2 separate regions of the Anas platyrhynchos genome follow, and region 1 is linked to region 2. Evidence: chromatin contacts called from public Hi-C data. All regions are on one chromosome and are shown on one strand. The core of a region is the stretch at or near the end of the contact, and the rest is flanking DNA. Distances in the headings are between cores, read along the strand shown.

Evidence for each region. A called contact is a pair of places that touch in the nucleus more often than the background predicts.
Region 1: a contact with region 2 is called in a Hi-C map of skeletal muscle, with 2.2 times the contacts expected there. The contact joins two enhancer-like sites. A contact is called at or near these places in 4 of 8 Hi-C or Micro-C datasets (liver, skeletal muscle and subcutaneous adipose tissue).

The regions. Positions count from the first base shown.
Region 1 is chr2:62,657,809-62,661,740 of IASCAAS_PekinDuck_T2T, reverse strand. All of the region lies in intron 1 of LOC140001897 (a long non-coding RNA gene), which reads right to left. Among named protein-coding and RNA genes, the nearest start is that of CARMIL1, 9.8 kb to the left of the region's middle. Within about 2 kb of position 2,305, at least 5 of the 8 cell types and tissues checked have an H3K27ac peak or open chromatin away from gene starts, as enhancers often do.
Region 2 is chr2:62,560,847-62,564,792 of IASCAAS_PekinDuck_T2T, reverse strand. RIPOR2 (RHO family interacting cell polarization regulator 2) reads left to right here. Exons shown (of 22, transcript XM_038173984.2): 14 at 488-558; 15 at 1,992-2,160; 16 at 3,456-3,591. It overlaps LOC119715776 (a long non-coding RNA gene), which reads right to left. Exons shown (of 3, transcript XR_005263188.1): 3 at 2,267-3,052. Among named protein-coding and RNA genes, the nearest start is that of GMNN, 22 kb to the right of the region's middle. Within about 2 kb of position 1,307, at least 4 of the 8 cell types and tissues checked have an H3K27ac peak or open chromatin away from gene starts, as enhancers often do.

The DNA of each region.
Region 1 (3,932 bases), core at 1,056-3,555, 96 kb before region 2:
GCACAACAAGGACAGCGTATTTCACAATCAGCCTGAAGTTTGCTTTTAGCATACGAGCACCAGTTCTAATCAAGTTCAAGTGCTCAAATGATCTCTGAAAACAATTATGGAATGGTTACTCCCATGGTGGACTCAAAACCTGCTCATGGATTTGATTAGAGATTTTTGGAAGCATTTTCCCCTGTCACCAGCCTTGGCTGTCATTTCCTCTAACGCAGTTTCTCAAAGCACAAATGTATTGGTTTATTATGATTATGTACTGTAAAACAAAACAGCATTGAGGATGACTTTGGGTATTTATTTTTTTTTCTTCTTCATTTCTACAGAAAGAACGTAGCAGATTTTAGCAGCCTTCAGTCCACTCCAAGTGGCTAATTTACTGTTCAGAACAGGTTTTTATTACCCTTTCTTCCTTCCCTGCCTCACTGCACAAGTGCTCTCCTCCTTTTTTTTTTTTTTTTCCCCTTCTTCTCCAACTTGTTTCTTTTGGTTCCTTTCGCTGTGTATTATCTGCTGCTGGCAGTAATCTTAGCTCTTCAAGTGACAGCAAAATTATGAGGTGCTCAGTACGAGATGACAATTTTCTTCCCCTCATTCTAATTCATTTGCAGCCCCATCAAGGAATCAGCGTCATCTTTTCAGCGCGTTAACAGCTCTCTGCTGATAGAAAGCATTAGCTCCACATTCTTCAGCAAGAGGTCAAAAGCGAGTTTTGTTTTGTAACAACCCATTAAATTTTGTGCTTTGGAAAATTCCATTGCTCCCCTATGTCAAATACCTAGGCTGTTACTTCAGTTAACACGCAGCAGAAGAGGAGTTCGCTGGGAGATACTGAATGAGTCAGGCAGCAGAGAGTATTTCCTAGAGAGGATTGTGGTTTACCACTGTCCATGACCAGTTTATTATTATTTAGCCTACTCTTAAGAAAGCCTCTTGGTTTCTGTGCACACAGAGGCTCCTGAGATCATTTTATTACCTTAAACAAAAGCAATAGCTAGATGTTCCTGTAGCTTTCTACAAAGAAGTAGCTTCCTTGTAGGACACCTGGGTCACTGTTACACACACTCTCATTTACAATCAGCATGACAGAAGCCTAAAATCTTTGTCATACTACCTCCATTAGATTATTTAGTGTGTTTCTGATGGGTATACAGGCAGATTACAGATCTGACTGTAAGCATGTGGCAGATTGAGGGGTCCATAGGAAACGAGGAGCCATGCTGGCTGCCACCAAGGTCCCCAGGCATTGGAGCGGAGCTGTGCTGACCTGCTCCATTCAAGGCAGCACGAAGGAAGCAGCAGTGCTGCTCCGTGTACTGCAAGCAGACAGATGGTCCCCTGTTTTTCCTACCACTCTTTCAACTGCAGCACATTGAAACACAAAGGGTAAAGCTTGCAATAACTCAAAAGCAAAATCTGGAGAGTGACAGCTGGAAACAATCTTCTTAAAAATAGCCCAAACAGTAAGCTGGCGGTACAATATACATACTGCAATACTTGCACACGGGGCTGGAAGGAAGCAGAGGTAGCATACTGTGGTTTTGGCTGAAAATAAAAGTTGAGAAGCTAATTCAGCATTCAGCTCGGCACAGTCAGGGCCGTGGTGGAAAAACCAGCAGGGCACCTGGGCTCTGCAGCAGTGATAGCAGGATGCCCGAAGGACAGGATTTGGAAAAGAGAAACCTGTTTTTTTTTTTGTTTGTTTGTTTGTTTTTGTGGGAAAAGGTGGGCTGTTTATTATAGACTGAGACAGTTCAGATATCAGGGAAAGAAAGAAAAAAAAAAAAAAATATATATATATAATTTGAAAACATTGAGATGCAGCATTCTTCTACCCCAGCTGCAAACAGAGTGGCCACAAGACCAATACGGCTTCCTCCCAACCCAGTGGAGCAGCCAGACCTGTCCGAGGGCAGTGCTGTAGGCATGTTCCCCAGCAAGCTAGCAGCTCCACCAGCCTGTACTTTATTGCTGCTGCTCTGGGAGTAGCTGTAGCTATTTTCAGTTCTGCATCAGATGGCATCTGAAATTAATGTTGTTTAATAAGCAGCAAAATGAGCGTTGTCAGCATGTCAGTGTGAACACAGACACACGTAGACCTTTAGCAGATCTTAGTTGTGCTTTACCTACACATAGAGGCACTCTTCAGATTTTATCCTATGTCTGTCCTGATCTGATTTATTTATACAACCCTGATTCAACAAAAAGAGGGGAAAAACGGCCACAGACACAAAGGATTCACTCCTCCTCACTCTTCCCAGTTGCACACACCCAACCGACTCATTTCCTTTCTCAGCAAAGGAATTGGGCCCTTGTGATGCAGTGTTTCCATAACAAGGAAAAGTTTTGTTCAGCCACAAAACCTTCGCCTCAGTGTTGGAGAAAGTGTGCCAGATGTCCTTGCCACATGCAGGAAGGAGAATCGCTCAGGGACTAGTGCACAACACACGAGTTAGCTTGAGGAGATGCAACACGCTAGAGCATTTAATGCAATATATGCCACAGCTTTTAATGCAATGAATTCAGTATGTAATGGGCCTGCTGAGCTGTGAGGCAGCAAGAGACACTCAACCCTTCAAGCACAGACACTGTAGCCAGATAGGGGAAGAGGGAAATGTGAGGGGCTGGAAGTAGCCTGGTGAAGCCCTCTGCATTCACTGTAATGTTTACGCAAATTAACCCAGCAGCTTTTTGCTTCATCAGATTAAGGAGCCTCCTTGCTTTTACCAAGGACACTAAATTATATATTTTTTTCCCTCATTCCCTTTGAAGTCCCATCTAGTTGTTATTATTTCCCTTGCTGAACTGCAGCTCTGTGCTCCCCAGAGACCCTTCAGAGTTTGCAGTGTTTACCATCTAGTGATGATTTCCACATGAAACACGCTTGGGTTCAAGGAGAAAGTGTTTTTCTTGAGCTGCCAACTCAGCCCAGTCTCCAGCAGTTGAGCTGGATTTCTTCCACCTTATGCATCATCACTGGCAATCAAGGGACCTGCGGGCAAGCTCCAGATCCTGGTTGCACAGCCATCAGCTGATGCTCTCAGCAAAGGGACTATTTTGCAGTGGACTGGACAAGAAAAGTTTTCTTCCCTTTCAGTTTTTTGCCAACCCAGGAAAGAGTCCTCAGAGAGACAAAAATGCCTCCCTAGTCCCCAGAAAACAACGTGACACCATAGAGTGTAAATTCATGCATATTCGCACACTACTCAACACTTACTCAGAGTCAAAAAAATATAGCAGAATAGAAACAAGCAGTTGAAACCAACACTAAAACGCACGTGGAGTGTAATGTGTATTTTCCCTCTTGGGCAAATCAGTGCTGTACTCCCATGCTAGTACTTAGGGTGAACACGTGCATGCAGGACTGCTACTCAGAGCAAATGATGCTCACCACATGAACCTGCAGGGAATACAGTGTCCATTAGCTATGGTAGAATTGAAAAATATCTTTGATATATTTCAGTTGCTCCTTTAGGATTTCTGAAGACAAAATGCTGTATAAACAGCATCAGTTGGCAAAAGGCTATTTCGTTATTAAAGCACTGTTGAAAACCTGGCTATGAGACATTTAGATGGTGCCAAACTTTTTAAAGGCCTTCCTGTCCCATTTATTTTTTCCTCACTGTTTTGTTCTGTGATTTGTTATTCAGAAGTGTTAGGTGTTTCTGGACATGTCTCTAAAGTTCTCATTTTTTCTGATATTTTTCACGTTTGTTAAATATAAATATGTTCAGGAGAGTACAGCTACTTAATATCTCATTGTAAAAATATAACAACAGAATTGAGTTTTGATTTAATCTATTTATTAGCTAAGTAGGTGCAGCTGCTCATTGAATATTACAAAGCATACATGAGATGTCCTTACAAGATGAAGGGAGATTTTGCAGCTGAGGGCTATATTCATCCTTTCAATCTACTGCCTTTTCATTTTC
Region 2 (3,946 bases), core at 58-2,557:
AAGCTTTGATTTCCTGAACACCTCTGACTTTGATGATGAGGATGGTGGTGGTGAGGAGGTTTGTAATGGTGGAGGAGGTGCAGACTCAGTATTTTCAGACACTGAGATTGAGAAGAATAGGTAAGTTTGTAGTAAGTGCCAGCTATGCTTACGCCAAACTGATACCCTAGCTCTTTGTCACTAACAGAGGATCCCGGTGCACACATTATTCAAGGAAGACCAACTAATCCTTGAGGAGTTTATAGGGTCAGAGGGTTTCCTGTGGCTGCTGTATACCAAACCTTTAGCTTCCAGGATCATTTTCTGCCTGTTCAAATATGCATAATCTGCCCCCACTTCCCCCAAACATATGGGTGAATTAAATTAAGCTGACATCAACACTGGCAGAGCCTCTTCCTTGACATAGGTTTGGACCTGGTTTTCCTTGGATGTAATTACTAATTCCTCTGTGGTTTTTCCCCCCCCTCCCTTTGTCTTTTCTCTCTAGCCGAATGAGTCTTTGCAGTGGATTAAGCTTGTCAATAACAATAACACAGGGCCAGATTTAAGCAGCATGGTGTAGGTTTCCTTTGGAATGTAAGAGTGATGACTGGTACTCTGTCCATGGCCCTGCGTGTTACCTGCCCTTCTTTCATCACTTCTGGTCTTTCTGAGGGAAAAAGAAAAAAAAAAAAAAAGAAAAAGAAAAGAAAAAAAAAGCTGTGTTGTTTTGTGTCGTGGTTTGCCATTGTTGTGTGACCGTAAGATGCTGTGTTTCAATCATTAAATCCTAAAAGCATGTTTGCATCCTCGGCACTGACACGAAGCCCAACAGGCACACATGTGGCACTAGACATGGAAAAAAAGGCAAATTCTAACTTGGTTCCCTAAAATCCCATGCTTTCTAACAAGGGAGTGATACTTCTCACATCTTATCATGGCCTGTTCAAAACAGTTTTGAGCACAAACAAGCAATGACCATTCAGTTCCCATCCATCTTGCTGTGCTGTCTCCCTCCAGACTAAGACTTGGTGGGAAGAAAAACTTGGAAAATTGTGCTGCTTGCTACACTGGCACTCTGAGCTCAGTTCAGTCTGCATGGATTTAAGATCTGGCTTTAACCAGGCGCTTCAGCCTAAGTTCAACTTAAGCAAAGGAAATTTAAGTTACTGTTAAGCTAACTTGGAAACTAATGAAAACCTTTAAGTTAAAGTAGAAGTTAAAATCCCATTTTTTCCCCTTGGGCTGATCCCCAGAAAGCGTGGATTCCTGCTTCCATTTTTAGATGCGTGTGTGACTCAGTGCAAAGATCACAAGTGCTGACACTTCTGAACTTGCAGCCAAGCACGCTTGCAGTCTGGGGACTGACCTTGGGCTTTGCATTTAAACACAGGGAGGATCATTTGTACACGACAAAGTTGGAAATAATGATTTAAAACACAGTGAGAATAGCTTGACCTTCTTACAGAAACTACTGGCAAACTCAGCTGTACACAGTGTGCCTAAAACGGCCTATGAAAACATCATGTCTCTTACTCCAGCAGTGGTTTTCCTTTCTTTTTGCAATGAGTCCTAAATTTGGCACTGGGAGGTGCCAATAGCCTCGATCTGCTCTCAGCAGCTCAGTGCTTGAGGTGGCACAAGCTGTAACGCTGCCTCGTCCTGGCCAGCGGGGGAGAAGATTTGTCAGCAGAAGGGTGTTTTCTCCTGGGCTCTGCACCAACGTGCGACAGCAGCCGCAGGTTAAAGAGGCTCACTTGGCATTGCTCAAGGCAAACGAGCCAGGGCTCCATGGAAGCGACCTGTCCCCACCCAGCTCTGCACCCGGGTACCACTGCTCACGTGTGACATGATGTCTTCAGCACCAGGTTTCTGGCTTTCCAAGGGCTGTGTGGTCCCAGCGCGCTGCTTTCGGCTCTTCTCCCGTGCTCGTTGCCCGTCTCGCTGCGTGAGCCTGTGTCTGTCTGCCACAACGGCCGCCGGCCCCCACTGACCTCCTCCTCCCTCCGCAGTTACAGGCCGGAGCACCCCGAAGCCAGGGGCCACCTCAGCGAAGCCCTCACCGAGGACACGGGTGTCGGCACCAGCGTTGCCGGCAGCCCTCTGCCACTCACCACGGGGAACGACAGCCTCGACATCACCATAGTTAAGCACCTGCAGTATTGCACGCAGCTCATCCAGGTACCACAACAGCTCCTGTTGTTTCAGTCCCGGGCTCAGAGCTCGGAGCAGAGCTGACAAGCAAACCGCGGGGCACACAGCAGGTGCTGCTGGTGCAGGTCAGCAGAAGGCAGGGGCAGGCGCTGCTCTGGGCAAGGAACCTCTGCTGGCTTCACCAGGGGATGGTCCTGGCCAGGAGGTTGCTCCCCAGTTCAGGTATCTCAGGTTTTCAGTAGTAAAGGAGGAGCCCGTGGCCCCACTGGCTGACCCAGCCCAGGGCTCAAAAGCCTCAAAAGCAAAACCATTTCTGCAGCATGAGGGGGAGAAGAATCTGCTCTAAATCATCCGCACGCAAAGTCCACACCACAGCAAAGGAAGCACATAGCAGTCCCTCTGGGAGATCAAAATCATCCATTCATACTCGAGACTAACTAGCACAGCCTTTTAGCAGGGTTCTTCAGAACCTAAGCACAATAAATGTGATCTTAAACCTCCAGCAAGACGCTCTAGCAAGTGAGGGCATCAGGGTTTTGTTGGTGAATCAAAACGTATCACAACTTCTCTTTACAATTATTTGACTCTTCAACCTTAGATATAATTAGCTATTTTTATTTTTTTTCCCCCAAAAAGCCCACTGAAGCAGTACAGAGCAATCCTGATTCCAGTACCCTTACTGCTGAGCTGGACACGCTGCTGACCCACAAGCATGAGAAAAAGGGTGGTTTTGGCTTAAATACAAGAACATGCTGTAAATATGCAGCTGGGGGAGGCAGGCTTGAGCTTTGTCCAGATTCTGTATGAATGATACTGAAGTGGACTGCTGAAGAAAATGCAGGTGTCAGCAGCAGGGAGAAAATACCAAGCCCAGGGGAAAACACCAAGCAAATGCAGGCAGTGGGGTAGGTGATCGGAGCTGAAACAGAGCAGAGAAAGAGCAACCTGTGGCTTGCCTCCAGGCAGGTACATCCTGGAAGTCCATGGCCTATGCTATGTGAAAATCAGACTAATAATTCTTTCCAGCTTTAAGCTTTATAATGACAGATTTCCTTAGCTTACCGGAGTGTATAAATCAGAAATTATGCAAATGGGTACTCAGGTGTCTGGATCTGGACACAGATGTTAAAAGTAGAAGTGACAGTGCACATCAACCAGGACCATAAAATACCACAGAAATTAGAAACATTTGAGATTAAGGAGATCCTATTAATCCAGGCAATGAATTTGCCTTTGCGCTTCTTTAGGTAGCAGGTGTTTTGGAGGATTTGTTCTGAGGTTTCAATGACTCCTGTTCTTCCTTTCCCACTTGTCTCCATCAGCAAATTGTGTTCTCCAGCAAAACACCATTTGTGGCAAGAGACCTCCTGGATAAGCTGTCTAGGCAGATCCTCGTGATGGAGAACATTGCAGAGATCAGCACTGAGAACTTGGGAAACATCACCTCCCTTACCGACGGTAAGAGACAAGTCAGGGGATTTCCTCTGGAAAGGTTTTGTTTGGGCATGTGTGCCTGAGGAAATAATCACTGCACAGAGCTCGCTGTGACTGGGGAAAATGCCACCACAGCAAGGGACATCTCACAGCTACAAACAGAAGCAGCAGTCACCAAAGCTGATCTTATTCTGTCTTAAGCACGGCTATCCAGAAATAAACATCCTGCTTGATATGCACGGGTAATTGCTGCAATGGGGTGGGGATGCTGCCACCTCTGTAGAGCCGAATTTGACCTCCACCCCTCTTTCCTGAGGAAAGATTGGATCTGCCTTGTTCCATCAAAGGCATAATACAATTCCTCAAATGGTTTATCCCA